Linked DNA regions of Mus musculus: regions 2, 3, 4, 5 and 6 are each linked to region 1. The links are chromatin contacts, called in public HiChIP or PLAC-seq and promoter capture Hi-C maps. All regions are on one chromosome and are shown on one strand. Each heading gives the region's core, a stretch centred on a gene start, on an enhancer-like site or on the middle of the called end of the contact. The rest is flanking DNA. Distances are from core to core; before and after follow the strand shown. Region 1 holds the start of Gdi1 (guanosine diphosphate (GDP) dissociation inhibitor 1). Region 2 holds the start of Pdzd4 (PDZ domain containing 4). Region 3 holds the start of L1cam (L1 cell adhesion molecule). Region 4 holds the start of Arhgap4 (Rho GTPase activating protein 4). Region 5 holds the start of Renbp (renin binding protein). Region 6 overlaps Mecp2 (methyl CpG binding protein 2).

Region 1 (4,705 bases), core at 651-3,150:
CAGGTGACTATAAGGATGGATCTAGGGCAGCTTAGGTTGGAGCCAACCTGATGAGGACCTTCTTAAGATCCTTCTAGAGCCTGACAGTACTCCTCTGCCTTGTTCCATAGGCTTTCACTGACCTATGAGCCACTCTTTGGTGCAACAGTGACATTCAAGTAAGTTCTGTTGGCTGAAGTTTGTCAGGGCTGGCGTGTCTTCACTCTGTTCTGTTCATCTGACATCTCTGCATCCCCTGCCTCCCAGGTTCATTCTGGCTAGTCGCTTCTATCCAGTGTCTGCCCGATATTGGTTTGCCATGGAACGACTTGAAATCCACAGCAATGGCTCTGTTGCCCATTTCAATGTTTCCCAAGTCACAGGACCTAGCATCTATTCTTTCCACTGTGAGTACGTCAGCAGTGTGAGCAAGAAAGGCAATCTCCTTGTGACCAACGTGCCCTCAGTCTGGCAGATGACTCTTCATAACTTCCAGGTATTGAAAGGGTGATGGGCCCCAAGCTGGTGGCAGTAAGGGGAGGGAAGAAGGGCCCAGAGAATCTCAGTATGGTTTGAGCATGTAGCTGAGAGTTCCAGCCTTGTGCAGTCTCTGAAGGTATAGATTATTCATTGATTCCAGAATCCCAGCTCTTACTGTGTGTGGAACCTTGTGGAACCATCTGATCCATGTCAATGTGTCTCCTAGATCCAGGCCTTCAATGTGACTGGTGAACAGTTCTCCTATGCTAGCGACTGTGCTGGTTTCTTCTCTCCGGGCATCTGGATGGGTCTGCTCACCACCCTCTTCATGCTTTTCATATTCACCTATGGTCTGCACATGATACTCAGCCTAAAGACCATGGATCGCTTTGATGACCACAAGGGCCCCACCATCACTTTGACCCAGATTGTGTGACATACACCTGAGAGGAATTGAGGGAGTATTGGTGTCTAGGTTGTCATGTTTCTGTTTTGTGACACAGTGGATGGAAAGGTTTGTCCTCTTCCTACTATAGCATGAACCCTACATACGCCACCCTCAGTCTCTCTTGCTTCCTCTTTAACCCGGAGAGGGACTCCCCTGTGGCTATCCCCCATCTCTACCAACAAAGTGTATTCTTCATAGATATTAGATAAATCTTCCAGGCTTCATCATCAAGAGGGGAAGGGACCTTAATTCTAGGGTCTCCCCTTTACCCTCTCTCCTTATTTATTCTTGCCCCTCTGCTATTATTCCTTGCTGTTTATAGTGCTTTTGTGTAGTAAATGCTCACTCCCCAAGCTTTATGGAGCTTCCAGCAACAGCCATGAACTTGAGGTTCCTTGAATTTGCGAGGTGTGGAAAGACTACTTGACTGTCTGTCCAGCTTAGCTGTTATGTTTTTTGGGGGGGAGGGGTGATGTGTTAAGAGTGAGTGGTACACTGGGGTTTATTTCTGTGGCCTGGGAAGGAAGAAACCATCACGAGGATTGGTGAACAAAGTGTGCTCACTGGGTTTCTGGATTATTCCCATAAAGACTGCCTGTCAAGAGGCCGGAGGTGTGTGTGGGGGGTTGCTCTGTTGTTTCCTTCCTAATAAAATAAAGACGTGTTGCCTTGTGTTGGGCTTCGTGTCACTCATTTCTGCACTGAACAGTAGATTTTTTTTTCTTGACTGAAGGGAAGAAGTGCTCAGATGTAGTCCAGTCATGCAAGAGGTGAGAGAGGAAGGGTGGGAGGGTCTTCAGTAAGCTGATACTCTTAACAAACCTACTTAGAGTAGAGGCTTGTTACTTTTCCTGGCCTTGGGAGGAATCCTGACAATGGTAGCTCCGCTACTGTGCAACAACACACAGCAGGGCTTCCATACCTTGTGTTTCTCCCAGGGGGCGGTACGGGAGCGCGCGGGGCGGGGCGGGGCGCGCGCGGCTCCCGCGCAAGGATCTTTCGGAGGACTCAGCACCTGCTGCCGGCCTGCCCCGCCCCGTATTTTTCTGGGCTCACGAAGAGCCCCGATAACCCCTGCAGTCATTCTGGTGCTGGGACCCAGGTGACAGAAGCCCTCCCAGAAAACAAGCAAGGAAATGATGACTGGTTGGGCGGGGCGGGGCCAGCGGAGAGAGAGAGGGACTCATTAACGCTGCGTAGGGATCAGGAGACAACCGACAGACGCCATCTTTGGTTCAGTGCGGCGGCAGTGACAGAAGCAGCGGCAGGGGCAGCAGCAGCAGCGGCAGTAGCAGCAGTAGCAATAGTAGAGGTAGTGGTAGCGGCTGCTGTGGTGAAGGAGGAGGAGCAGAGCGGACGCTGGTACCAAGGCCTGATCATGGATGAGGAATACGATGTGATTGTGCTGGGGACAGGTCTTACCGTAAGTGCCACTTCAGGCTCTCATAGCCCTGCATCATGCCATCCCTCCCCACCCCACGCCATCCCTCCCCACCCCACTCCATCCCGCATTGATGCAGAGTCCGGTATCCGATCCATCCTCCCATCATCCTAGCTCCAGCCCTGGGAAAACCAACCCCATGCCCAACCCACTACCTCACCCTAGGATGTCGATTCCAGTTCCCAATTCTCTGTAGAGGGCCCCACTTTGTCCTGTGTTCCTGCACTCTAGTACTTAACCTCAGACCCCTATTCTTCCCTATCTCTATCACCGAGGTGGAAAACTCACCCCCCCACACACACAGTGGAACCATTGCACCCAGCCCCCACCCTTTGCCTGAACTCATCACCTGCTCCAAGGCCTTGATTAGCATCCCTTACCATCTTGTGATCAAACTAGGGGATGGAATATGAAGATGGGTATGGGGACATTACAAGGGTGGGCCCTCATCATGCTTTTCTGCTTTTTGGGATGGGATAGGAAACCCATGGAATGTTCCAGAGACAGCAGGAGTGTGTGTGTGGGGGGTGTGGGGGGGGGGTAGTGACCACTTTACCTCTGCCCCAACTTGGTTTCCCATGGAGATCTCAGACTGAATATATATCCTCAGCCTTTGTCCTTGGGTTAGTGACTGACTGGTGAGGGTGTTTGTCTCTTCCCTGCCCCCGCCCCCCCCAACCCCCACCCCCGGCCTAAATCTTTTTAGTTTGAACCCTGAGTCTAGACCAGTGGATAGGGCCAGAAGAGAGTCAGGGGCTCCTGCCCTTTGAAGGAGGAGCAGGGTGGGGCCTGGGATTTCAAGGACTTGGCCTTCTCTTTCAAAGGTCCTTTGAATTGGTTCTTCTTGTAGACTCATTGTCTTTTTGTGGGCTCAGAGAAGTAGATACTTCTCTTGGCTTGTTGATGCTGGAAGACTTGGAAGCTGAAAGCTCTGCCCCCCAAACCTCCTTTAATGCTCCAGTAGTTTACTCAGCAGGGTTGTAAAGGAAACATCATATGAAGCCATCTTCTCCTCCCCAGTTTTAGGCACTGAAAAGAGCTGCATTATAAAATTGGTGGTGGGCATGAAGCAAGTTGGAGGGTTATGGGGTATAGCTGCAAATGTCACTCCTTCCCCAGGAATGCATCCTGTCTGGCATCATGTCTGTGAATGGAAAGAAGGTGCTGCACATGGACCGAAACCCCTACTATGGGGGTGAGAGCTCTTCCATCACACCCCTGGAGGAGGTAAGATTTCTTATTCTTAGACCTGGGCTTAGACCCAGATCCTTGTTAGTCTTCCACATAGGTATAAGGGGGCGAAGTAATTCTCAGGTACTGGGCAGGAGAGTGGGAAAGGGCGACAGGTCCTTGACATTTTTCTTTCTTTCCTGTCCTGCTTACAGCTATATAAGCGCTTTCAGATACTGGAAGGGCCCCCTGAATCAATGGGCCGGGGCCGAGACTGGAATGTTGACTTGATCCCCAAATTCCTCATGGCCAATGGTGAGAGAGATTAAAAAGATGCTGTATATGGTTTTGGGGGTGGTGAGTGGGAAGACGGAGTGGGGAGAGATTGGTCAATCTCAAGAATATGGTCAGTCAGACTACTGAGAGTTTTTGAAGGAAAACACAACAATGTCCCTTATTTCCTCTGGACACAGGTCAGCTGGTAAAGATGCTACTATATACAGAAGTGACTCGATATCTGGACTTCAAGGTGGTAGAGGGCAGCTTTGTATATAAGGGGGGCAAGATCTACAAAGTGCCATCCACCGAGACTGAGGCCTTGGCTTCTAGTGAGTATGAGTCTCCTTAACCAGAGAATAATGGGGCTGGATGAGACAGACTATTTTCAGGACAGTTAGGCAAAAGGCTCATCTTTGCCTGAAACTAATCTTAGCTCTGTGTAGTCCTAGAGGACCCTTACTTTATAGTGTATTGATTGGACAGTGCTACCCATCCTGGCAAGTTGCCAGAAAGTTCACAGAACAGGATTCCTTTTTGTCAGAGGGCCTACTTGCCCTGTAGCATCCCTACGTGGAACTAGAAGGGTTTCTTCCTACAAAAAGAAAATTGAGATCAAGAAGGGTGGGGTAGTGTTACATGATAGAGTATTGGTGGGAGCCAATACTCTACATTACATACAACCAGCTTTCTTGGCCTGCTCTGGTGGAAAGAGGAGTTCTATGTCCCAGTAATGCTAAGGGTCTTCTCAATACCTTTCTTTCAGATCTGATGGGCATGTTTGAAAAACGACGCTTCCGAAAATTTTTGGTGTTTGTGGCAAACTTTGATGAGAATGACCCCAAAACCTTTGAGGGTGTTGATCCCCAGAACACCAGCATGCGTGATGTCTACCGGAAGTTTGACCTGGG
Region 2 (4,705 bases), core at 947-3,446, 480 kb before region 1:
TGGCCTTGAACTCAGAAATCCTCTGGCTCCCAAATGCTGGGATTAAAGGCGTTTGCCACCACTGCCCGGCTTAATTTCAGAGTCTTATTCCAATAGGTGTGGCATTGAGCAGGTGAGAACTTCAAACAGTAGGAACAAGAGAGGAGAAACAACACTGATGTGGTCTGTTTGGCTTTGTGCAGACAACAGGAGACCACACATAGTCAAATAGAGAAGACCAGAAACGCCAGCAGGCTTGGACAAGACCACCCCCAACCTGGCCCTCCATGCCCACCCTCTCTTGCACATTACCTCTTATTCTTTCTAATAGAGAAGGTAAGATCACAGCAAAAATTTTGGGCTCCCGAGGCCACCTCAATACCACTACACTACTATGATTGACACAATCTCCCCTTCTACTCCCGCCACGTTCCTGAAGGTTTTTCCTCTATTCATCCAGGAACCTACAGGTTCTCCCCCAGCCAACACCTGCGCGCACTAATTCCCTGGTTCTGATCAACAAGTTCAATAGCTGGGGCACAAGTCACTAGACTCACCTGTCTGCTCCCACTTTGGCTCCTGGTCCCGACTCCCTCTTTTCTCTACACTCAGCCCTAGTATATTTCAGTGCACATCATCCTGGACACATTTCACTAAAGTACTCTCAGGGTGCACACACAGAAAGTATAGACGCGCGGGGCTGGCAAGCCTCGGCGCACACACAGACGGGGCACAGGCACGCACTCACGTAGTCACGCCACGCACAGGCAAGGAAACCCCACTCGTGGCTGAGAAGGTGGCTCAAGGTGCAAGCGGGCAGCAGGGTATCTCCTGCCGCCCCGCACGCGTCGCTCTCAACACCCTCCTTGTCCTCAAGGCCCAACAGGCCAAAGCGGATGCCAACAGGCAGAGCACGTGCTGGGCACCACCGATCGATCCCCGCGTCACCCACTCACCCAAAATGCCTGAGGCCCTGAAATCGACAGTCGTGACTTAGTCTAGAGAGTGGATGGGAAAATGGGTACTCAAACCCAGCTCCATTGACGACGTTTTAAATCTGGCCTGCCAGGCCCGGGATTCGGCCTCTGTCCCGCAGGCACTTCACTGCTTCTTTGGGTCAGGCTCCAACCCTGGGACCATGTGCCGGGAATCCAGACCGTTGCTATGCAACCTCCATCCCGCGCGGGCCACTGAGCGCCTCACTGTCCCGGGACAGAATCTTAACTTCCCACCTGGGCTGATCTGGACACATGGTTAGTGGTCGTTACGCACTCGGAGTGCCAGGTGATGTGCCTTGAACACCTACATATCTTCTTCACCCAGTTCCTTCCATCCCTGGATGGTTCCCACAGGGCGCCAGCACCCAGCAACCCATAATCTGAGGGCGAGATCAGCTCCCTACCTTTTTCTCTCGAGCCCTCTCGCCCTCCCACACCTGCCTTTCTTGACTCTACCTGGCCCTCCCCCTCGGGGTTTACAGTTTTCCTAGGTCCGGCTGCGACCCTCTCCCCAGCAGCCCAGGCGCCCTACCTGAAGCATCACTTTGTACTGCTCCTCCGGTTTCTGGACCACACACATATTACATCCCATGATGCTGGCCGGCGAGGGAAAGAGGAGAGCGGGAAGAGGAAGGTATCTTTCACTGGCCAGTGCGTGGGACCACGGGTCCCGGGCCTGGGCCCGGGGCCATACCTTACCCCGGGGGGCCGAGCCGCCTAGCGGGGGAGGGGGGCACGCCCCCAAGAGGAAGGCAGCTCCAAGCCTCTCGACTTAACTCTTTGCTGGCCGAGGCCAGACACAGGCATGCTCCTTCGCACCCAGCCAGGGGAAAAAAAGGGCGGCGGGGGATGGGCGGGCGCGCCGGGCGTTGCCTGGCTACGGCCCCCCCACCCCAGGAGGCGCGGGAGCGCGCCTGCCCGCCGGGGCCGTCAGGGGCTGTCAGGGGCCGTGGGCCACACGGCTCCCCGCCCGCGGGGCCGGCCGCTGCCGCTGCCTTTGCCGCTGTCGTCTCCAGCTCCCGCCCATGGCCATCAGCCCCGGGAGTCCAGCCTCTGGGCTTGGCGACGTGGCCCGGCCCGCCGACGGAGAGGCGGCCAGGCCCACGCCAGCTGTAGCCTCGCAGGGTCCCGCTTCTCTAGCTCACGGCGCTCTCTCAGAGCCTGGCCCACAGCCGGTCGCTTGTCTCCAGCTCCTGCCTGGAACACCGGAACGCGCGCGCGCGCGCCCGCAGCAACAGCGGGGGAGGTGTGCGGAGAAGGGGCGCACGCGCGTGGGAGAAGCAGAGGCTGGGTGCGGGCGGGAGCGGCAGGGGGCCTCAGGAGTCGGCGCAGGGAGCTGAGGGCGGGGCCTGAGTCCCTGAGACCAGATAATGCCAATGTCCGAGGGCGAGGTGTCTAGTGGACCTGTCTGCTAGGTGTGTCCCTGAGAAAAGAGGATCCTGTCTGAAGAAGAAGCTTCCCTGGACTCCTGAAGAGAGTTCAGGGCCTTGGTCTCAAGGAGAGGCTATTTCACCCCTTTCCCAGGTTCTAAATGTATCAGCCCCAATGTCTGTACTCCTTCCTCTGTCTCTCTTTAAAGACTGGTTCCCTGCTTTAACTGAGCCATTCCCTTGCTATCTCTGAAACGGATACCTTTGTTTAGAAGAAAAACGTGGGGGTGCTGTAGGTGGCAAGAGAACTACAGAGAAGCCTCATTCTTTGGGGCCTTTATGGGCACCCCCCTTGCTTGCACTGAAACCGCTGTCTGTTTCTCAGTTCCAGCCTTCCCTCCTCACACTTCTCCTTTAGCCTCTTCCCTCCCACAGGCTGCCCCTCTTCTTGATAAACCAGAGGAAAAGATGGCCTTTGGCTAGATAACAATGACCGATTGAAAGCTAGGTTCCCAGAGGCTGCCTGAGAGAGCTGCTTAGCCCTCTTACCTGCAGAAGATCCTTTGATAAAATTGTCTGGTCTTTATCTCCAGGCTCTGGCGAGTGAGGGGATTTATAACAGCATAGAAATGTTTAATTAACAGTATTGGGGGAGGCTGCTTCAATACTTTTCCTTTCCACCCCCACTTTGGTTCAAAAGACAGAAATAGGAATAACCTGAAATCCAGAAAGGAAGTATGAGTGCTTATAAACTGTCTTTCCCAGAAAGCAAAACTTGAGCCTTTCAGGAGATGACCAGTAGATCTTCCTGAGGAATACCCTTTTTGAGAGCTCAGTACAAATGTCTGTGGATGGGAGGCACTGTGTTTAGATCAGCCCCGGGGAGAGGAGATGGACCCTAGTCCTTCCACCATGGTTACTGCCACAACAGCCCCCTCTGCCCTGTAATTTGAGCTTCCTCATGCCTACAGCATAAGATCTAGATCACCTTACTTCAAGAGCAGTCTCTTAGAAATATCCTCTCCAAATCTTTTTACCTTCTAATTGTATGTATTTCACCAAGGTCCTGACCAGTCATCAAAAACATTTTCCCCCAGCCTAGCCCACAGAACTTAGCACAAGTCTTTCTTCCTTCCTTCCTTCCTTCCTTCCTTCCTTCCTTCCTTCCTTCCTTTCTTCCTTCCTTTCTTTCTTTCTTTCTTTCTTTCTTTCTTTCTTTCTTTCTTTCTTTTTTCAAGACAGGGTTTCTCTATGTAGCTATAACTGTCCTGAAACTTGCTCTGTAGATCAGTTTGGCCTCCAACTCAGAGATCCTCCTGCTCTGCCTCCCAAGTGCTGGAATTAAAGGTATGAGCTATTACTACCTACCTAGCAGGATTGGCCATTTCTTCCTCTACAAAAGGGTATGGCTTCCATGGAGGCTTTCCCTCCCAAATATCCCTCAGATCAGCAGCATGCTTTTCTTTATCCTGACATGAGCTAACTCATAAAGGAACTAGATTGCAATTGAGCCCCTGCCTGAGTTCATGTGTATGAGCTTAGGAGAAATGGCAGGACCATAGAAGCAGGTGGCATGGGGACTAAATTACCTGTTCACATATGTTGTTGAGGCCTCTTGACCCCAACTGGGCCTGGGACTTGACCTGAATGTGTGTCTATCTTGAACTTGATAGGCCTGATAATACTCAGCTATAGACTCTTGGATGTCCTAAGTACCTGGTGTATGTCAGAAGCTTTATTTTTTCTTTTTTAATATTTTTATTAGGTATTTTCCTCATTTACATTTCCAATGCTATCCCAGAAGTCCCCCATACCCTCCCCCCCACTCCCCTACCCACCCACTCCCACTTTTTGGCCCTGGCGTTCCCCTGTACTGGGGCATATAAAGTTTGCAAGTCCAATGGGCCTCTCTTTCCAGTGATGGCCGACTAGGCCATCTTTTGATACATATGCAGCTGCAGTCAAGAGCTCAGGGTTACTGGTTAGTTCATAATGTTGTTCCACCTATAGGGTTGCAGATCCCTTTAGCTCCTTGGGTACTTTCTCTAGCTCCTCCATTGGGGGCCCTGTGATCCATCCAATAGCTGACTGAGAGCATTCAATTCTATGTTTGTCAGGCCCCGATATAGCCTCACAAGAGACAGCTATATCAGGGTCCTTTCAGCAAAATCTTGCTAGTGTATGCAATGGTGTCAGCGTTTGGACCCTGATTATGGGATGTATCCCTGGATATGGCAGTCTCTAGATGGTCCATCCTTTTGTCTCAGCTCCAAACTTTGTCTCTGTAACTCCTTCCATGGCTGTTTTGTTCCCAATTCTAAGAAGGGGCAAAGTGCCCACACTTTGGTCTTCGTTCTT
Region 3 (4,705 bases), core at 866-3,365, 420 kb before region 1:
AGGACTCCCCTGTCTGCTAGCCTTCCTTCACTGTCTTCTTTTTTCTCTTCAAATTATCATGAAGGAAATAAACGGGAAATCTGTATTTCAAAAGGACAAGGATGGTATTGGTGACTGGTTACTTACATGTGCATTCTGGCCCAAGCAAGCACTCAGCAGTGAAAATCTATCTAGCAAATGGCTACCCACTCATGGATACTCAGTCCCTGGGCAGTCATTCTGTGAACAGCCCCCATGCCTGTGCATGGTGCTTTGCAGAAGGCTAGAGGCTGGGCACTGGGGGAGGAGTCTCTTGGGAGTAGGTAGTAGCTATCCAGGAGTGCTGTGCTGTGATGAATGTCAAATGTGTTTCCCCCTCCTTGGTAATCAGATCACAGGCAATTCCTAATTTCTTTTGTTCTCTATTTCAAATGTATTTCAGTAAGTTGCTCCTGTGTTTTTCAAATGTACTATAACAAAATATCAAGATATATTGCTTTGGGGATTGTACACACAAAAAATAATAGAGAATGACAGACTTTGGAATACAGCAAGGAGGCAGAGAAGTGGGGAGTTCCCAGTCCCAGCCCTGTCACCAATTCGCCATGTGGCCACAGACCCTTGAGGGTGACTGAAGGATTAGTGCCTGAATGGTAAGCAAGTATATACAGTGCTGCGTAGATGTTGGGCTAGGTAAGAAGCTAGGGTTGTCAAGTCCCACCATCTGCAGCAAGGGGTCCATCAGAGCTGAGGCCTTGGGCAAGCCCCACCCTAGCCACCCTACTAAAGGACCATAAAGGTGGGAAGAAAGGCTGCTGGATCTATTCACCACAAGGGCCATGTGAGTCAGCAAAGACAACACTGGGCTGCTAGTAACCGCTACCACTGGAGTTGCATTAATCAGGATCAAGACATCTACCTGAAAGGGGTGCCAGGCCCCCAGACAGATGGTGGTCCTGCCTCCCTGAGACAGATGGATAGGGGTTATAGACACTAGATCAGGAGGAGCAGTGGGCTATATCTGTTATTCTTTTCATTTCCTATCAATCAACACCCTAAAACTCTGAACCAGATAGAAGGGAATAAGGTATGGAAACGTCCCTCCTCCCATAATTAAACAGAGTATAAAACAATGTCTAAAATCGCTCCAGTCTCTACAGAAAGAGTCCCAGGCACCTTGCTTCCAGAAGTCCCTTGTCCTAAGCCAATGAGGCCCTTCTTCCCTTATTTTTACCTGATGGACCCATGGTCCACACCCATGTGCATCCACAGGCACATCAGTGAGTGCCCAAAACCATCTCTCTTAGTGTAGTCTTTATTGGCCAAAGAACCTAAGGGAGGTTCTGTGCCTGAGAGGAGACTGGTTTTGCAGTGCATTTGAGGGGATCCCCGGAGGGAATTTGGAAAGGAGGAGGTGAAGAACAAAGCCCCCTCCCCACTTTGGGGTGGAGGGGCAGGCAGCGCCCATCCATCCCTGATCCTTCTCCTCCTCCCATTACCGGAGGAGCTTCGCTCAATCTCCCCCACACCATGCTAGACACTGGCTTCTCCCCCACCCCAGCCGCAATCAGGACTTTAGATGGGGATGAGGAACAGCCACGCCCAGAGCCACACCCCACAGCGGTCGACTGGGTTAGATGGACGTTCTGCTGGGTTCACATTTCCTTCCTCACACGCATACACCCACAGGGATATGCCAACTTCAGCTCCACTTGCCCATACAGAACCTGCCTGACCACTCCTGTGCCCCTCCCTAAGCATGCATTTGGGGAGCCGCCCAGTTACCCCTCACCTGTCGAGCTCTGGCACCTAGCCACTTTCTCCAACCCCATTCCAGATCGCAGGGCTCAGAGCTCGGTGCCTAGCATGCATGGGTGGGGCTCCAGCCTTCCTACCGAGGAGGCACGAAACCCACTCCCTCTGAGCCTGAGGCGGGCTGGGTCTGGAACGTAGATGGTCGCTGCTGCGGTCAAGGGGACAAACCAGCCCACCTTACCTGCGCCGATCAGGTTGCCAGCTCAGTCTCTGTGCACGCCGACCTCGGACCTGCCACCCAGCGATGCCGCTGCCGACGCGATGTTGCTGCTGCTGCTGCTGCGGCGGCGGCGGCGGCGGGCGGGGCAGCGTGCGCGGGGAAGTGGGGGAGGAAGAGGGAGGGGGAGGTAGTGAGATCACCTCCCCCGCAGCAGGCCCCGCCTCGCCACACCCTCGTTCCTTGTTTCATCTGAACCTGGCCGCAGAGCCCCGCGCGTGATAGGGACCTCGTGGGGGGGGGGGGTCCTCTTCAGGAGCTCCAGCAGTCCCAGTATCCCCGAGATGAGAGTGACCCCCAACCTCACTATCAAGGATCCCCGCCGCCCTTGAGGCTTATATTGGAAGTCATTTGCAGAAGTATTCTCGGGATCTCGGGGCTGGACAGTGGGGAGAGGATCCAGACTGGGAACCAGATTACCTCGCCTCCACTTGGCCTTCGAGGGCTCTGGCTAGTAATGGGCATTCATATACCATTAGGTCCGGGCCGCGCCCTGGTCATGTGTTTGAATGTATCCGCACTCTCAGGGCAGAGCGCCTCTTGGAACCCCTGCCCAGCCACGACGCTAAGCCAGGGCTCTTCAGGGATGTACGCCTGAACCTGAGTCCCCAGCCTGCGAAGGAGGTGTGGCGAGGCACACCATACAGTCCCTCCTAAACACTAGGTCCCAGATTAGGCTAGAAGGGAAAGTTCTCAGAGAGAGCGCCCTTCAACCTGAAACCCCCTACTTCTGATCTTCCTCCCACTTCCCTCCTGCTCAGTGCCTTATTTCTTTGTCCTCGGGATTGGCCTCTTTCTGACCTTTCCTGGTCGACCTACTCTCGCTTACAGCCCTATGGGGAAAGCTTATGGAAAGGAGATTTTCCCAGTGGCGCCCCCTCCCAGGCTTAGGGCTGTGACCTCCCAAGCGAGGCGAAGCAGAGGGGGCTGGAATTCCAAAGTGAGTCCAGCTAGCTGAAGCTGCAGGGCAAGGAAGGCCTAGGGCCCAGATGGCAGATTGCAGCCCTGGTAGGTATGGTATTTTTATGAGCATGCCTGTTACTCAGTGAAGCATTCTGTAGGTCCTCTGCTCAGCCTGCCAACACTCCCCCAGTGGTGCAATGCCCTGATCCCATGAAAACACTTTTGGCACTCTGGCCTGGTTTCCCTTCTCATATGATCACCTCCTGCCAGCTTCCTTCCCATGAAAGAAAAACTTGGGGATGCCTGCTAGCACTCTGTGAAAGTCTGGATGTCTTTCCAGACATCCAAAGTGTACCATGGAGTCTTTAGGAAGAGTCATCTGAATGAAGTGGAGGCTTAAGCAAAGAGCTCAGAGGCCACTACTCCTTCTACAGGCCTGCCACTTGGCTCAGATGGATTCAGAATGAAGCTGCGGACCGTACTCATGAAGCTTCACTGGTTCAAATCTCCAGGAGACAGCAGAGGAGACTGAGCCAGGCAGCTAGGTCACGAAGCCAGGGGCCTTTTTAGCTGGGCAGAGAATGGTATTTTCCATGAGGCACTGAACTGAGATCAGTTTCATGACTGCACTGATGTAAGAGCGATAGGCCACAAAATTGGCCTCTCCTCTCCAGCTGCTCTCTTCACTGCCTTACTCCCAGACTGCACCCCAACTGGACCTAGTCTAGGGTTGATGCTGTTCTGGAACTTACTTTGTGGCTCAGTTTCATTTTAAACCTACATGCCCCTGTCTCATCCTGCTGAGTGCTAGGATTATAGGTGTTCACTATGTCTAGCTCTGTTTGCGAAGCCTAGACACAAGTTTTATTTCATCTCTCAAAAATCTTTGTCTTTTAAGTGTCAGCACTTGGGAGGCAAAAGCAAGCAGATATCTTGTAAGTTTGAGGCCAGTCTGGTTTACAACGTGAGTTCCAGGCCAGCCAGGGCTGTAATACAGAGAAACCCTGTCTCGAAAAACAAAACAAAACAAAACAAAACAAAACAAAACAAAACAAAACACCAAAAAAAATCAATTAAAAAGTAAAAATCCAATTGCTTGGCATCATGGTACATACCTATAATTTTGGCACTGAGAGGCAAAACAGGAGGACCTTAAGTTTGACACCAAATTGGTTTAGTGAGTTCCAGGACAGTGTGGGATACACTGTAAGAACCTGCTGCAAAAAGAAAAAAATAAATAAATAAAATAATCAGCTTCAGGAATAGGGCTAATGGGTCAGTGCGAGGCTCTCAAAAGACAAAACACAAAAACCAGCCATGAAATTGAACTTGTAGTGAAGTTGACCCTTTTGAGACACAATTGTTTCAGGAGGGTTTTTTATTTTTCTTTTGTGTTTTTATTCTGTTTTGTTTTGTTTTATGAGATTAAAGCCTTACTCTGAAGACCAGGCTGGCCTCCAACTCAGAGATCTTCCTGCCTCTGCTTCTCCAGTGCTGGGATTAAAGGTGTGAACCACTGCTGGTCTGAAGTTTTTTAATTATTTTGCTGATTAAAAAAGTGAAACCCCAGAGGCAGGCGGATTTCTGAGTTCGAGGCCAGCCTGGTCTACAAAGTGAGTTCCAGGACAGCCAGGGCTACACAGAGAAACCATGTCGCAAAAATAACCAAAAAGGGAAAAAAGACATAAAAATTATTTTTAATCATGTGCTTGTGTATGGGTGCTGGTGCCTAAGGGGGTAAGGATCCCCTGGGATCTGGAATTATAAGCAGTTATGAATTGCTTGATAAAG
Region 4 (4,705 bases), core at 1,437-3,936, 390 kb before region 1:
AGAAACCCCCTGTAAAGAAATCAGAATGGGTGGACTTCTATCCTGACAGTGACTTTCCTGGAGCTATGAGATGAAAAGCCTTGTTAGGTATTTCCTATCCAGACCTCCCATCTTCCTATCTGATTTCCTTTCTCAGTATGTCTTCTGCCTGCTCTCAGACTCCACTCTATGGTAATACCGACTTCTCCAGCTGCATGCACGGCCCACTCATCAGCCTTTTATACCACCCACTGGACTCCCTTGGGGGTGGATTTTGGGGATCACCTTTAACCAGGTCATTGAAATTGCTAATTTTCCATTAAGGGTACAAGTTAGGCAGATGGGAACTGGTGTGTATGTATGGAAACTCCTAACACCGAAGCCAATGCAAAGCAGAGCCCACAATACCAAGTGTTACTGCCACCAGTCTCCTGTCTCTGAAGTGGGCTGTGCCAGCCACTCGCTAGGATGAGTGCTGACTTCTATCGGGGAAATCTCCACTAAATGAGAATAACAGGGTTTAAAGAATGGCAATTAAAGTTCAAGTAGGGTCCCAAGAGGACCCAACAGGCCCTTCCTTACAGTGCCTGTCCTGTGTTCCAGAAGGGATGTGCTTGCTACTCATGGAGGGACCTATTAGAGCTGCACAATGCTGAGTGCACCAGCAGATCACACTATTGTGTGGATTCTCCAGTAACAGCAATAGCAGTTCTGCTTCCGAACATGCACACCAGCTGCTGTCAAAGAGCTATAGATTACAAGCCAACTGCATCTGAGGTCCACAGAAGGCAGGAAACTGCTGTTCCAAGACTCCAGGTTGTAGCAGAGCTTTCAGATCTCAGCTCAAAAAACCCTGATCCCCAACCAAGCTCTGGCCCTTGTCTAGCCCCAGTGTGCTCTTGGGACCTTGGTTGTCCTTTGTAGTGGCTATTATCATACATGAAATCAGCTGTGCACTTGGTTGTTTACTGCTTTTCTCTCCTCAGACCTGTGAACCTCAGAAGGGCAAGGACTGCTTCTCTCATATACAATAAGGGAGTCACAGAGGCTGCAGCAAAATAGATGTAGTAAAAAAAAAAAATCTGGGTGTGATGGCATATGCTTGTCATTCCTAGCCCTGGAAGTTTGAGGCAGGGGATGTTGCAAGTTCCAGGCCAGCCTGAATAAAATAATGAGTTCAATACTATCCTGCTGTACATACCAAGCTCCAATCCTACTCACACAAACAAACAAACAAACAGTTGACAAAAAAGAGTGAGAAATCCTGCATATTTGCATTGCAAAGCTGGGACCCAGGCCCCCTAGCACTTCCTGTGAGCCAGGCATTCACTCTCACTTCTGCTGACCAGCAAAGCAGAATGCATTGTCCTCCAAACCACGACTATGCGACCTTTTAGAAATTAGAGTGCCAAAACAGTGCCCCTGTTCCAGCATGATTGGAAGACTTTCTTTTGAGGGAGGCTGGTGAGAAATAATAGCCACAAAGGCTGAACACCCTGAGTGAGCAAGGGCCATTTAAAAGATATTCTAGGGCCAAACTCCAATTTCTCTTGATGGGAACTAACCGGCCTGTGTTTGCTGACTGAAGACATTTCAAGGTCCTTAGGCTTCAGGACATTTTGAGGAAGTAGGATGGAATCATTGTCTCCATCTGCTGGCTCACCCTCTGCAATCACCTCAAGCTGCCTCTGGACACCAAGATGAGGAGGTCTGGGTCAAACTTTCAAAGGCAGTTATGCTCTCCACTATAACAGCAACACATCATGAAGATACACTTTGTTATAAGTTGCTTGCACCAAATAAGTACATTGGAATTTCATCTACAGGTTGGAAAACTCCAAGGATCATATTATTTCTTCTCTTATGAGCCATTGTGCTCTGTGACAGGTAAGTCACTGTGTTTGTATCCAAAGTCTTTGGAAATAGGAAGAGAGCCAAGATATCTGGAAGCAACAAGCAAGTGGGGGTGGGGGTGGGGGTGAGGGAGGTTAGACACTGCCTCCTTTCCTGTGAAAGAGTTACCTACCACACCCTGAAGAAATGAAGCTGTCAGCAAAGAACTCACAAAGCTCATTTGCATGTGATTTGCATAGAAGTGTTTGCCCAAATCCAGAGGTCTAATAGCCTAAGGCTGTAAAGCCATCCCAGTTGAATTTCTCTAACCCATATTCAGTCTCCTAGCTTGACCCAAGACCAACCACCCTAAACCTGCAAGCTAATACAGTGCCAAAGGGAGGTGAAGGTGCTAAGAATTCATAGATTCTAGTGGTGTTAAGAGTGAGGTGTCAGGCTACCAACAAAGTCAAAGTGGCCCATTATACTCCAACTAGAAAGCCACCCTCTCAGTCTGTCCTTCCCTCGGGCTACCACAGTCATTGCTGCCTGAGTGAGCAACAGGCGACCCAAGTTGGCTAAGGAGGCGAGAGGGAGGGCTTGGGCAGGCAGTTGAGGCCAAAGAGGCTTCAAGAAGCAGGGCTTGGACTCCCTTCTCCACCCTGCTCCAGGCACCCCTGAGATCAGCAGCGGACACTTGGGGTCTCCCCTGTAAACCAGGACTAAAGCACCCTCTCACCTTTGACCTGTGCGTCATACTCAGGTTGTAGCCCCCGCTCCCGCCGCAACTTCCCGTGCGCCGCCATGGCCCAAGGCCGTTCGCGACTTCGAGTCCCAATGCTCCCACGCGGAAGCGAGGCGAGACCGCCAAGTGCAGGGACTAGGGGCGCCAAGGCCAGCACCCTCCGCGGGCCCCGCCCCGCCAGCCCCGCCCCCAGCACAGTCCCCGGAGGGGCGGGGCGACTTGGACCTGGCACTGCCCGGGTGGGCCTCTGAAAGTCTAGGCACCCCTTTTCAGGCTCATCTCTCTTGAGACAAGTTGCTCCTCTACCTAGATACCTTGAGCCCAAAGAGTCAACATAAAGCAGCAATGCAAGACAACCTCAACATGTCTGGGACCACCTGCTGCTGTTCCTCATTATCTGCAGAAACCTATCTGTGGTTCCCATTGTCAGACAACACCCCTATGGCCACTAGCCCTCAATACTAATGGACAATGGCACCATAGCTGCTCCAGGCTCCTAGGTGGTCTGCCTCTGAAGCCTTCCTGGACATCAGATGCCACCCTCCTTCCAGAGTCATAGCCCATAGTGAGGCCTATGGGAGTTCAGACAGCTGAATGGGAAGTTGTAGGCTTATGCTCTCCCTGGGCCCCCTGAGGGGGAGGGAGCGGGGTTCAGCTACAGTTCCCCTTCTACTCAGCCCCAAAGGAAAGAACTAGCCTCATTTCCCCATAGGTAGTTACCACTTCCTGCTGCCGGAAGAGATTATTTTTGTCTCTTTTCCCTTCCATCTTGCACCTGTAGGGACCTATACCAGTGGGGGCTTTGAACCAGCCTAGAAACAACTCCTACTGCCTCCTTTATCCAAGGATGATGGTGATTTTATTCACCCCCATCAACTCTAAGTCATAAGGCAAGATCTACTTATTAATTTGTCATGTTTTGTTTTGTCTCATTCACAAGGCTTCACTTTGTAGCCCTGGTTGGCTTTACACAATCCAGGCTGGACTCAAACTCTGCCTCTGTCCCAAGGGCTAGGATTGCATATGTGCACAACCACAGCAGGCTCTTCTAGTCAATTAGGAAGGCAGGAGGCAGGTGACAAGCCATCTGTCTTTAGTTCATTGGAGAGAAAGCCCTGGGGTATACAGACTGTGGGCGATAGGCAAGATAACTTACAAAACATGCTTGAAGGTACTAATACAAGGGCATCCACACCTGTACTTACATGCATGGATGTCAAAGTGCATGTGAGCACTTGTAAGCCTGACATGGAGATTTGGCAGGAGGGAAGACTGTTCTGGACTTTCAACTGTGTTCAATCTTTTTTTTTTTTTTTTAAGATTTATTTATTGTTATATGTGAGTACACTGTAGCTGTCTTCGACACACCAGAAGAGGGCATCAGATCACATCACTGATGGTTATGAGCCACCACGTGGTTGCTGGGATTTGAACTCAAGACCTTTGGAAGAGCAGTCAAAGCTCTTATCACTGAGCCATCTCACCAGCTTCAATCTTGGTTTTTTTTTGTTGTTGTTGTTTCGTTTTTGGTTTTTTTTTTTTTGGTTTTTCGAGACAGGGTTTCTCTGTGTAGCCCTGGCTGTCCTAGAACTCACTCTGTAGACCAGTTTGGCCTCGAACTCAGAAATCCACCTGCCTCTGCCTCCCAAGTTCAATCTTGTTCTTGATCTCCATTTGCTCCCAATACCAAAGCCCTTCTCTAAGATGCTGTTGGTGCTCACAGAACCTTGAAGAAATGGTCTAGAAGCTAGCTAAATGTTGGCAAGCCCAAGTCCTGGACTTCCAGAAGCTGGTCTCAGAAGTAGCAATGTTGGAATCTTCCACCAAGGTAAGCAAGCCTGTATCGTTCTCATAGCACATGAATGAACATCCATCCTTATGAACTTGCTTTGTCAGGACATTTATTTCAAGAGTGCCTCATACTAAAGTAAATCAGGCACCAATGCCTTTATTAGTTAAAGCAACCCACCCTACCTGTCTTCCCTTCTTTCTGACCCTTAACTAATCCTTAGAAGTCACCCATCCAAGCAGCAGAGCCAGACCAGGATTCAGGCACACAAGAAATGGCTACTGAACTAGCCTTCAAATATTCTTAGTCCTTAATCCAGAAATCTGAACGGTGCCCCATTCAGCCCTTTGCATGAAACT
Region 5 (4,705 bases), core at 1,610-4,109, 370 kb before region 1:
AGTCAGAGTTGGAGGAAAGTAAGGCAAGGATCAGGTTTCCCACTTCAAGGCATCTGAGGGCTGGAGCTCCTGGCACCTCCCTTCCTTATCAAGGGTGAGAGATGCTTGAACTCTGTCACAAGATACCCTGCCTTTCCGCCTGGACTCCATGCCCACTCCTGGGCAGTCTGTCCCCGCCCATTGCCTGCTCCTTGGTGGAGGGAGGAGGGCTACCCCTCCCATATTATACCCCAAACTCAATGATGAGGTTTTTTTTTTTTTCCTAACAGGCATAGCACATGCCTTCACCTGGGTTCTGATGTCTTCCAAGGCAACCAGGAAGCTCTTTTCCATCCTCTGATACATTCTCCAGTACAACTTGTCCATCCCTCTGCCAGGAAAAGGACAAGAGACAAATGTTTCCAGTTCAGGTCACCCAATCAGAAAGATCTAACTTTGGAGCCGGGCGGGGTGGCGCACGCCTTTGATCCCAGCACTCGGGAGGCAGAGGCAGGTGGATTTCTGAGTTTGAGGCCAGCCTGGCCTACAGAGTGAGTTCCAGGACAGCCAGGGCTACACAGAGAAACCCTGTCTCAAAAAAACCAAAAAAAAAAAAAAAAAAAAAAAAAAAGAAGAAGAAGAAAGATCTAACTTCGAAAATCCCTTCCTCTGCCCTTGGTACCAGCCATATACCTACTCAATAGGTCTAAAGGGGCATTTTTGGTTGTATGTTTTGACATAGTCTTGGTAGCCCAGGCTGGTCTCAAACTATACAAGCAAGGCTGACCTTGAACTCTAAATTCTCCTGTTTCCACCTCCAGAGTTCTGGAATTACAGATATGTGTACCACGCCCTGCTCCAGAACATTTTTGGAATGGCTGATTGTCTCCCATGAACCCAGTAGGTTCTGATCCTTCTTGCTTAGGTCTGGGTCTCTCAAGTGAAGAGGGTAAAACCCTGAATGAGGAGACAGGCAAGACTGAGTTTGATGCCACAGAGGCATCAAAGGGAAGAACATAGATCAAGACCTCCTTTCCATAGCTCAGAATGTGTCTGTTGCTCTGGCCTCTTCTGTCTTAGGACACACCCATTTCCGCCCTCAGCAAGCTGGGCTCCACCTTCCTGAGGACCCTGGGTTGTGCCTACCTGGACATGCTGAAGAATCCTGTGGACACACCAGTCCCCTAGTTCTGCATACATGTTGGTCAGCTCCTCATCTTCTTCTCCAAGCTGCTCCACCAGGCTGAGCAGCATCATGGGCACTGCCATGGGCTCTGTGGCCAGTGCCCCTGAGAGCTGAGGCCGGCCCAACCCAGCCGGGTCCTCCCGTACCCAGTGGATGATCTGATCCATCATCTCTATGGCTTCACTCTGTGAGGAGACCAGAGAGGCTGCCCTGTCCCAGCACATACTTCTTCCCCCAAGGACTCAGGGCTCAGCTTCTTCTCCCAATACTATTTTCGGGGACTCTGGGATTCAGGTCACTCTCAGGCAGAAGGGCCCAGTGAAGAAAGCGAAAACCTTTTCTACCTGGACACAGGGCACTGTTTGCCCAGGGTCCCTTTAGGGTTAGGGTTAGAGAGCGCTGAGGAAACATGTGGTCACAAAATGGTAGGAAACGAGTAAATGGGTCTTGTGGCAGGTTCCCAGGCCTGTCATTAGAGTACACTCATGTCCAACAGCCTGTGATCCCCTACAGGCTCCTACATACCTGATAACGCACTTCCCCCGTTACTTTCCACAGTTCATTCATGGCCATGGTGTAGAAGCACTCGCTGAAAATGGTCCGCTGCACCTTCACTGGCCGGCCATCCCGAGTCAGCACAAAAGCACATTTCTTGCCAGGTGGTGCCACCCGGGCATAACGCAGCAAAAATTCACCACCTGGTGGTTGGAAAGTATGCATGGTAGGTAAGGACTCTGAATATACTGCCTCTTGGAACCTGCCAGTCCCTTTCCTCTTCTAGAGCCCTTTAGATACATTGAATACATAACCCACTGAAGCCCCTGGGGAGATAGGGCTAGGAGAGGGGACCTGCTCTTGCTGCATCCAGAAGCTCAACACGGCGGAAGCGCTCAAAACTGCGGTATAAGCGACAATACATCCATACCTGTGAGGGAACACAGTTTAGAGAGGAGTAGCTGGGGTGGAGGGAATCCTAAGTATCCCTGGGTATACCCTATTGTTGTGTGAACACCTTAAGTGTGCAAACTGACCTGCCTCCCCTGCAGCCAAACATATTTGAGGTGATCATATACCTTCCCATCACGGCCAAGACATGTGAAGAAGCCCCTGTGAGACAAGTGTTGTCAGAAAGTGAAGGAAAGAGCCGTTCTCCATAGCTTCACTACTCTCCTCAGGTCAGTAGATCTGTGTGTCACCTCCAAGTGAGATAGGGGGAGGGGGGCCCTAGGAGGATCATGGCAGGATAGCTAACCCGTGTTCCTGGTCATGGGAATGCTCCATCCAGAAAGCGATCACACGATCAAGCTCTTGTTCCACACGCTTCTTCCAGACCTGCAGTGTCTCCCGTTCCTTCTCCATGTCCTGTGAAGTGAATCAGGGCAGAGCAGGGAAGCACAGCTCTTCCTTCACAGGGACTTCCTGAACCAACTCGAGTAGGCCCCAGAGCTACTTGATTCCACCCCACCACCACAGGGCCTCGAGCCAAGGATACAGTACTCCCACCTCTTCAATGGGCTTCTGACCCCACCATTAGTTGGAACCATCCACTACCACATACCTGTAACATTAGGAGTCCTAGGTCCATCATCTGCTTTCCTCCAGGAATTCAGACTTGGTCGCGATCCCGTGACTATCACTCAGCTGACCGAGCAGTGTCCCACCCACCTGATCCTCTTCAGAGTTCCGAAGGGCCCCGAGTTGGGGGCGGGACGAAGGGCGGGGTTTCAAACCCCGCCTTCTGCTCTTCTAGGCCTGGACTGAGCAGTCAAGCTCTAGATCCCCCTGGTGGGAACTGGGTGAGGAAGTCTGGCCTTATGAGGAGGGAGTAGGTAGGAGACTGAATCTGGGCCTGGCAGCTGAGGCTGGTGATCTCAACAGATTGTGAAGTTAGGGTGCCCCTGGAATGACTGAATCCTGAGACCCTGTGACCCCATATTGTCGGCAAGCCCTTTCCTTTAGCTTCAGCTGTCTGAGTCCAGTAATTTACAACCATTAGCCCTGGTTGCCAGTTGCTGGATACTTCACCCCCAAGGATGATTCTGGAAAAACAGGTGATAACCATGCAGAGTAGAGTGGGCATCCTCCAGCTCTCTGGCCCTTCCTCCTAGGTACACAGTATAGGTTGGCTCTGTGACAGGCTGGTTAATCTGTTCCCCATTCTTGCTACCCACTGGGCACCCTCATTGCTCAGCAGAATTCTGTGGAGTGAGAATTTCAACCAGAATGCCAGAGGTACTTGTTCTGATTTTCTTTTGTCTTTTTTTTAAAACATTTTTTAAGATTTATTTATTATTTATTATATGTAAGTACACTGTAGCTGTCTTCAGACACTCCAGAAGAGGGCGTCAGATCTCATTACGGATGGTTGTGAGCCACCATGTGGTTGCTGGGATTTGAACTTCGGACCTTCAGAAGAGCAGTCTGGTGCTCTTACCCACTGAGCCATCTCACCAGCCCTTCTTTTGTCTTTTTTTATTTGTTTGTTTGTTTTTTCGAGACAGGGTTTCTCTGTGTAGCCCTGGCTGTCCTGGAACTCACTCTGGGGACCAGGCTGGCCTCGAACTCAGAAATCTGCCTGCCTCTGCCTCCCAAGTGCTGGGATTAAAGGCGTGAGCCACCACTGCCTGCATTTTCTTTTGTCATTTTATTTTATGTTTCAGTGTTTTGTTGTTGTTGTTGGTGGTGGTGGTTTATTTTTTGTTTGCTTTTGCTTTTGCCTCTATGTATGTCTGTGCACCACATGCATGCAGTATCCTTAGAGGCCAAAAGAGGGTATTGGATCCTCTGGACCTGGACTTACAGCTGGTTGTGAGTCTCCACGTGGGTTCTGGAAATGGAACCTGGGGCCTCTGGAAGAACAGACAGTGCACTTAACTGCTGAGTCATCACTCCAGTTCCTTGAACATGTTCTTAATGATGGACTGCAACCCAGGAGTGTAAAGTAACTAGACTTCCTGACTCATCAATGCTGCTTTGGGAGTTGGTCAGTAAAAAGAATTCAGTTTCTAGATATGGTTATGTTCTTGTGCTACCTGCCCCTTCCCAGCTGTGTGTTGACTCATTTCGCAATGACTGCTACTTTCCAGGTTATGGCTACTGGGTGGCTCTGCAGGTTGTAGAATGGCTCTTTCATCCTGAAACACTTCATCTTTATGGTGTTTAGGAATAAGCCTGATCTCAGTGTCTGTTAAGTATCTGCTGAAGCTGCTCTGTTCATCTTTACCCTTAGCCTAGGTCATGCCCAGGGACCTTGGCTCTGTATCCAGGAAAGCTTGCATGCTGTTATTTAAGCTGTATTTATCCATCTTCATTGTCTCCCAGCTTCTCTTACACACATATCATCCCTTTCAAGCTCAGCCAAGTTAAGAGCATTGGTATGATAGAATGGGTGGTTCCCTGGCCCTGAGTCTCATGGGAATAGGGTGATGCAAAGCTATGATGCCTTTCTCCCCAGGAGCTCAGTTTGCTAGTTTGTTTGCAATAGGGTCTCATGTATCACAGGATACCTTGAACTCTATTAACCAAGAATGGTTTTGAACT
Region 6 (4,705 bases), core at 1,238-3,737, 260 kb before region 1:
ACTTATCTTTTTCTGTTACTGAATTGGCCTATTATGTATTTCATTATTCACAGTGGCATCATAAATTTTGTGGCCCTTTGTGACTCATGGCTCTTTTCTTTCATAAAGCATAATGTCTTTAGAGTATCATGGATTAGAATTTTATTCCTGTTTGTTTGATTTTTTTAAAAGACAGGGTTCCTTTATATAGTCTTGGCTGTCTTGGAATTCTGTAGCCCAGGCTGTCCTTGAACTCATAGACATCTGCTTGCCTTTGCATGTTGGTGATGGGAGTGGAGGTATACAGATTCAGGAAGCTCATTGATAAACCATGTTTCAACTGAGAAAGGCAGAAGAAAGTGACAGAGCAGGACACCTGATATTCTCTTCTAGCTTCTACACATGTACTCAGGGCTACACAGACCTGCACACCTACACAAACATAAACAAACCATCTATATACAATTTAAAAAATTCCCTGATTATCCATTACACTGGCTATTAGGAATAGTGTTTCTATGAAATATTCACATACAAGTTTTATGTGAACATACATTTTAGTTCTCTTCTACCTATAAACCTAGGAGTGATTACTACAGTACATGGTTACTCTTATGTTTAACCTTCTGAGAAGCTGCCAGACTGCTTTTCCTTTAGAGGTACTTCAAATGTTCTGGAACTAGATAGAAGTAAAGTGGGGTGGCAGAAATGCTTCTTGAATGCTCAGTAGCTAGTGGTGGGTTTAAATAGAAGTGATCCTAGAACCAGGGTATGGTAGTACATGCCAGTAGTGTAAGACTTTTAGGAACATTATGTGTTGCTTCATCTCACTCACTCATGCATTATCCAATGTCCCTTAAACATCAATGTATCTTGTTCATGCTTACACTTGGGCCATCAATAAGACTCTACCTGCATAAAGCATCTGTTGCTGCTTTTTCTGATATGGTTGGTATTCCAAAATAAAAGCTTTGGTAAACATAAAAGATAGATGCCAGGAGCTAGGGAAGACTCATCAAGTAGCCAGAAAGGCTCCAGAACAGGGGTAAAATGGCTACTCTAGGACTCACTGGGAAATCAGGCCAAGATTACAAACTTGGTAAAGGCAAAAGATTCAGGTAGGGTGTCTTTCCCACAGACTGACCTCATAAATGAGATAAGAGGGAAAATGTCAGAATCACTGTTTATACAAACATTTTCCATTCATTCATTCATTCATTCATTCACTCACTCATTCATTCCTTCTTTTGAGATTCAGATTCAGGAAGCTCATTGATAAACCATGTTTCAAGGGAGAAAGGCAGAAGAAAGTGACAGAGCAGGGCACCTGATATTCTCTTCTAGCTTTTGAGAAGCCTATATTATAAGCAACTTCTGTTTCCTCACTTTCCTTTGGGCCTTTGATTCTGTGTTCTAACAGGTTTCTCCTCCTCTTCTTGTAGTTCAGAGACTGAGGAAAAGGAGGTCCAGTGACCCGCCCAAATTTGGATCCATCTCTAGGGGAAGCTCCAAGGCCTGACACTATTACTGATACTATGGTGTGCTTACAGACAGGAGCCTAGCATGGCTGCCCTCTAAGAGGCCCAAAAAGCATCAGACTGAGACAGATGCAGATATTTTTTTTTCGAGATAGGGTCTCTCTGTGTAGCCCTGGCTGTCCTGGAACTCACTCTGTAGACCAGGCTGGCCTCGAACTCAGAAATCCGCCTGCCTCTGCCTCCTGAGTGCTGGGATTAAAGGCATGAGCCACCACACCCAGCTCAGATGCAGATTCTTACACCCAACCAATGAACTGAAGTCAGGGTCTCCTGTAAGGGAGAGGCTGGAAGAAGTTCAGGAGGAGGGTAGCCCCATAGGAAGACCAGCAGTCTCAACTAACCTGGACTCCAGAGATCTCTCAAGACACTGAGCCACTGACCAGGCAGCATACAGCAGCTGATATGAGGACCCCAACACATATACAGCAGAGGACTCCTGGTCTGGCCTCAGTGAGAGAAGATGCACCTAACCCTCAAGACTTGAGGCCCCAGGGAGTGGGGAGGCCTGATGGGGTAGGGACATCCTCTTGGAGACGGGGGAGGAGGAATGGGATGAGGAACTGTAGGAAGGAGGATCGGGAGGGGGATAAAAACTGGACTGTAAAAAAAAAGATTAAAGATAATAAATAATAACAAATGTATTTATACATATGCCCATGTTTGGGTTTGTGCATGTGTGGCTGGAACTGGATTCTCTGGAGCTGGGGTTACAGGAGACAAAATCTGCCTAATGTGAGTGCTATAAATTGAAGTCTTGTCCTCTGCAAGAGCAGCAAGCTCTCTTAACTGCTAAGCCATCTCCCCAACCCTCTTCTTGGTATTTTAAAGACAAGAGTCTCTTTAACCCTAACCCTAAAATCACTCAGTAAGTAGACACACTCTAAGTCCTTTTGCCAATCTGATCTGGGGCAGCTGTCCTTGCCTCTGCAACTCTGCTTGCAGGAAACACTGGGCAGAACTTTGGCTTTGGAGCTCATCTTTCTGGCAGCCTGCCCACTCCTCTTATCAGGTGAGGGAACGATGGCAGAGCCTGATCCACATCCTTGCACAGGAGTTCTTTTTTTTTTTTCCATTTTGATAGCTACACAGTCTTTATTATAATCATTCAACTTATGAGCTGTAGCAGAGACATAGACAAAAACAATGCATAAAGAAATGGATGAGCTGAGTTCTAGTAGAATTTTATATGCAAAAAACAAGCAGTGGCAGGCCAGGTATGGTGACACATAACTATAATTCCAGCACTCTGGAGATTGAGGCAGCAAGATCAGAGGTTAGAGGCCAATCTGGGCTATGTAGCAAGACTGTCACAAATAAACCAAATCAAATCAGGCAGTGAGCCAGAGCTAACTCTAGGGATGTGGTTCACCAGCTGCTATGTTAATTGAAGAGAAGCTACGTAAACAAGCAACTGGTATTTTCAGTGATTATAGAAGTTATTTGGCCTCCACTCAAACTCCTAAGGTAGAGCGAGAAGTTCTCCAAACACAAAATGTTACCTGGAGACTGTGGAGTCACAGAAGAGGTACAAGATAACAGTTTTCTAAAGAACTGAACATAATGTCAAAAAAAGACGACTTGTTACTGGCCATAACAATGTGAAGGTCCACTGGAGACTGATAAGGCCAATTCATGGAACACAGGAGTGTTTATATGTCTTTATAAAGTTGATTACAGGAGGTGAGGGACCCAATTATAGGAGGTGAGGGAAGGGTCCATGAACAGAGAATGCTGGGAGAGTTTGATTAAAAGGGGACAGAGTAGAGATTAGACAGAGGCTAAAGAAGGTTTGCATAGCTAAGCAGGAAATTCTAAAACACATTTTTATGGTGATAAGTGTGATTCATGAGAGGAGAGAATACAAATGAAGTCCCAGGGACATGGAAGAGCAGTAGACACCACAAGCCGGACAGACAGGAAATCCTTGTCATCATGAGGTCTGCATTAGGCTCTATGGGTGGAACAGGTTTTAGTTATGACAAAGTCCAGTCCTTGAGTATGAGGATGTGTGCCTGAGGTCACTGGAATGGAGGTGGTCAAGGAGATGGAAAGTCTGACACTAGGAAGGTTGTCAACATGTTCAATATAGTCACCTTCAGGATGAGAGGGGCTGAGACAAAGAGATAGAAGCTATGGGTGTAAAAATGTTCTGTTTCTAAAGTACACAGGATAGGAAACAATCAACCAGCTGCTGTTGGAAGAGGGGCAAATTTGGCATGAGGTGTGGGTGTACAGAGAAAAGGGACTCTAACCTGAATAGGGAAGAGTCTAGAAAGAAAAGCAAGATTCACACTAGAGGGGCCTTGGGTTTAAAGCAGGGGAGAGATCAATCTGACTACAGAGATTGTGTGAAAGCCAGGTATCTATAGGAAAGCTTACAAGGTCACAGGAACCCTCAAGAGGGTGTTTGGTTCAGGACAGTGGTAGAAGGGCTCAAGGGAAAGATGGGAAAAAGAGAAGGACAGTATGGCACAGCTTGGCAGCTCCCTAAATATTGGTACTGTAGGGATAGGCAGAAGAGTGTCCAGCCTGGCGGACTGAAAGCAGAGCACATGTCATCTGGTTGTGTGGTCTTATTTACCCAGTTTGTTCTGAAGAAGCCTGGTGGGTCGTAGGGCAGGCAGTGAGTTGAGAAGAGGCAGAAGAGTACAAAACAAAAACAACCCCAAACCAAAGCTTTATCAGGTACTATTTTTGGGCCAAGGAAGGGCACAAGGAGGAGGGGAAAAAAAAACCAGAAGGTAGTGGGGGAGAGAGATAACAGGCATACAACATACACCTATGTGAAAATATCATAAAGAAAACTCATTATTTTGTAAAATTAATATATGCTAATAAAAATATTGGTAAAATCTGACAAAATGCATACTTCATGTTAGCCTCTTTCTACCATAGAGTCAAACAAGTCCTTGGTAATTTCTTTCAGTGTTCTCTATGACTACCTAATGGGATGTCTGCTGAAACCCAAGCCTGTTTAGGGACTGACAAGAGGCTGAGGATGACAGCAAGGCCCATGACTGTTTTATGTAAGGTCACAAGTAGTTATCAACCAATTGCAAGGACTGGTATCACTATATTAGGTTCTTTCACCATGATGCTATTGAGCTACTACATGTTGGTAATGATATAGGCAGAAAGGAGCCCTTATAAACTTGTCATAATTGGGGTTTCTACTGCTATGAAATTTA

Evidence for each region. Promoter capture Hi-C pulls out the DNA fragments that hold promoters and counts their contacts. HiChIP or PLAC-seq counts read pairs in DNA pulled down with a chosen protein or histone mark. Capture Hi-C pulls out chosen DNA fragments and counts their contacts.
Region 2: a promoter capture Hi-C map of hippocampal neurons shows a contact between it and region 1, with 2.5 times the contacts expected there. The contact joins the promoter of Pdzd4 here to the promoter of Gdi1 in region 1. A contact is called at or near these places in 3 of 39 promoter capture datasets (cranial neural crest, frontonasal cranial neural crest and hippocampal neurons).
Region 3: a promoter capture Hi-C map of hippocampal neurons shows a contact between it and region 1, with 4 times the contacts expected there. The contact joins the promoter of L1cam here to the promoter of Gdi1 in region 1. A contact is called at or near these places in 5 of 39 promoter capture datasets (cranial neural crest, hippocampal neurons, liver and 2 more).
Region 4: a promoter capture Hi-C map of adipose tissue shows a contact between it and region 1. The contact joins the promoter of Arhgap4 here to the promoter of Gdi1 in region 1. A contact is called at or near these places in 4 of 39 promoter capture datasets (cranial neural crest, embryonic stem cells, liver and 1 more), 3 of 484 Hi-C or Micro-C datasets (CD4 T cells, CD8 T cells and regulatory T cells), 2 of 115 datasets of contacts at active chromatin or transcription factors (memory CD8 T cells and regulatory T cells) and 3 of 9 other capture datasets (adipose tissue, liver and pancreatic islet).
Region 5: an H3K27ac HiChIP or PLAC-seq map of microglia shows a contact between it and region 1, with 8 times the contacts expected there. The contact joins the promoter of Renbp here to the promoter of Gdi1 in region 1. A contact is called at or near these places in 6 of 39 promoter capture datasets (the C10 cell line, cranial neural crest, embryonic stem cells and 3 more), 4 of 484 Hi-C or Micro-C datasets (CD4 T cells, CD8 T cells, forebrain and 1 more), 4 of 115 datasets of contacts at active chromatin or transcription factors (astrocytes, memory CD8 T cells, microglia and 1 more) and 4 of 9 other capture datasets (adipose tissue, embryonic stem cells, liver and 1 more).
Region 6: a promoter capture Hi-C map of liver shows a contact between it and region 1. The contact joins the enhancer-like site here to the promoter of Gdi1 in region 1. A contact is called at or near these places in 2 of 39 promoter capture datasets (cranial neural crest and liver), 1 of 115 datasets of contacts at active chromatin or transcription factors (cardiomyocytes) and 3 of 9 other capture datasets (adipose tissue, liver and pancreatic islet).

The regions. Positions count from the first base shown.
Region 1 is chrX:74,303,112-74,307,816 of GRCm38.p6, forward strand. It overlaps Gdi1 (guanosine diphosphate (GDP) dissociation inhibitor 1), which reads left to right and starts at 1,901. Exons shown (of 11, transcript NM_010273.4): 1 at 1,901-2,330; 2 at 3,468-3,575; 3 at 3,734-3,833; 4 at 3,992-4,126; 5 at 4,561-4,705. The coding sequence starts at 2,286. It overlaps Atp6ap1 (ATPase, H+ transporting, lysosomal accessory protein 1), which reads left to right. Exons shown (of 10, transcript NM_018794.4): 8 at 111-158; 9 at 247-475; 10 at 686-1,610. The coding sequence ends at 895.
Region 2 is chrX:73,822,773-73,827,477 of GRCm38.p6, forward strand. It overlaps Pdzd4 (PDZ domain containing 4), which reads right to left and starts at 2,197. Exons shown (of 8, transcript NM_001029868.2): 1 at 1,510-2,197. The coding sequence starts at 1,569.
Region 3 is chrX:73,878,719-73,883,423 of GRCm38.p6, forward strand. L1cam (L1 cell adhesion molecule) reads right to left here and starts at 2,116. Exons shown (of 29, transcript NM_008478.3): 1 at 1,976-2,116.
Region 4 is chrX:73,908,612-73,913,316 of GRCm38.p6, forward strand. It overlaps Arhgap4 (Rho GTPase activating protein 4), which reads right to left and starts at 2,687. Exons shown (of 22, transcript NM_138630.2): 1 at 2,552-2,687. The coding sequence starts at 2,618.
Region 5 is chrX:73,927,991-73,932,695 of GRCm38.p6, forward strand. It overlaps Renbp (renin binding protein), which reads right to left and starts at 2,860. Exons shown (of 11, transcript NM_023132.3): 1 at 2,724-2,860; 2 at 2,418-2,527; 3 at 2,197-2,272; 4 at 2,015-2,090; 5 at 1,691-1,863; 6 at 1,126-1,350; 7 at 289-370. The coding sequence starts at 2,753.
Region 6 is chrX:74,042,789-74,047,493 of GRCm38.p6, forward strand. All of the region lies in intron 2 of Mecp2 (methyl CpG binding protein 2), which reads right to left. Among named protein-coding and RNA genes, the nearest start is that of Mir718, 21 kb to the left of the region's middle. Within about 2 kb of position 2,488, at least 12 of the 459 cell types and tissues checked have an H3K27ac peak or open chromatin away from gene starts, as enhancers often do. A contact at or near this core is called in liver, where this site is marked.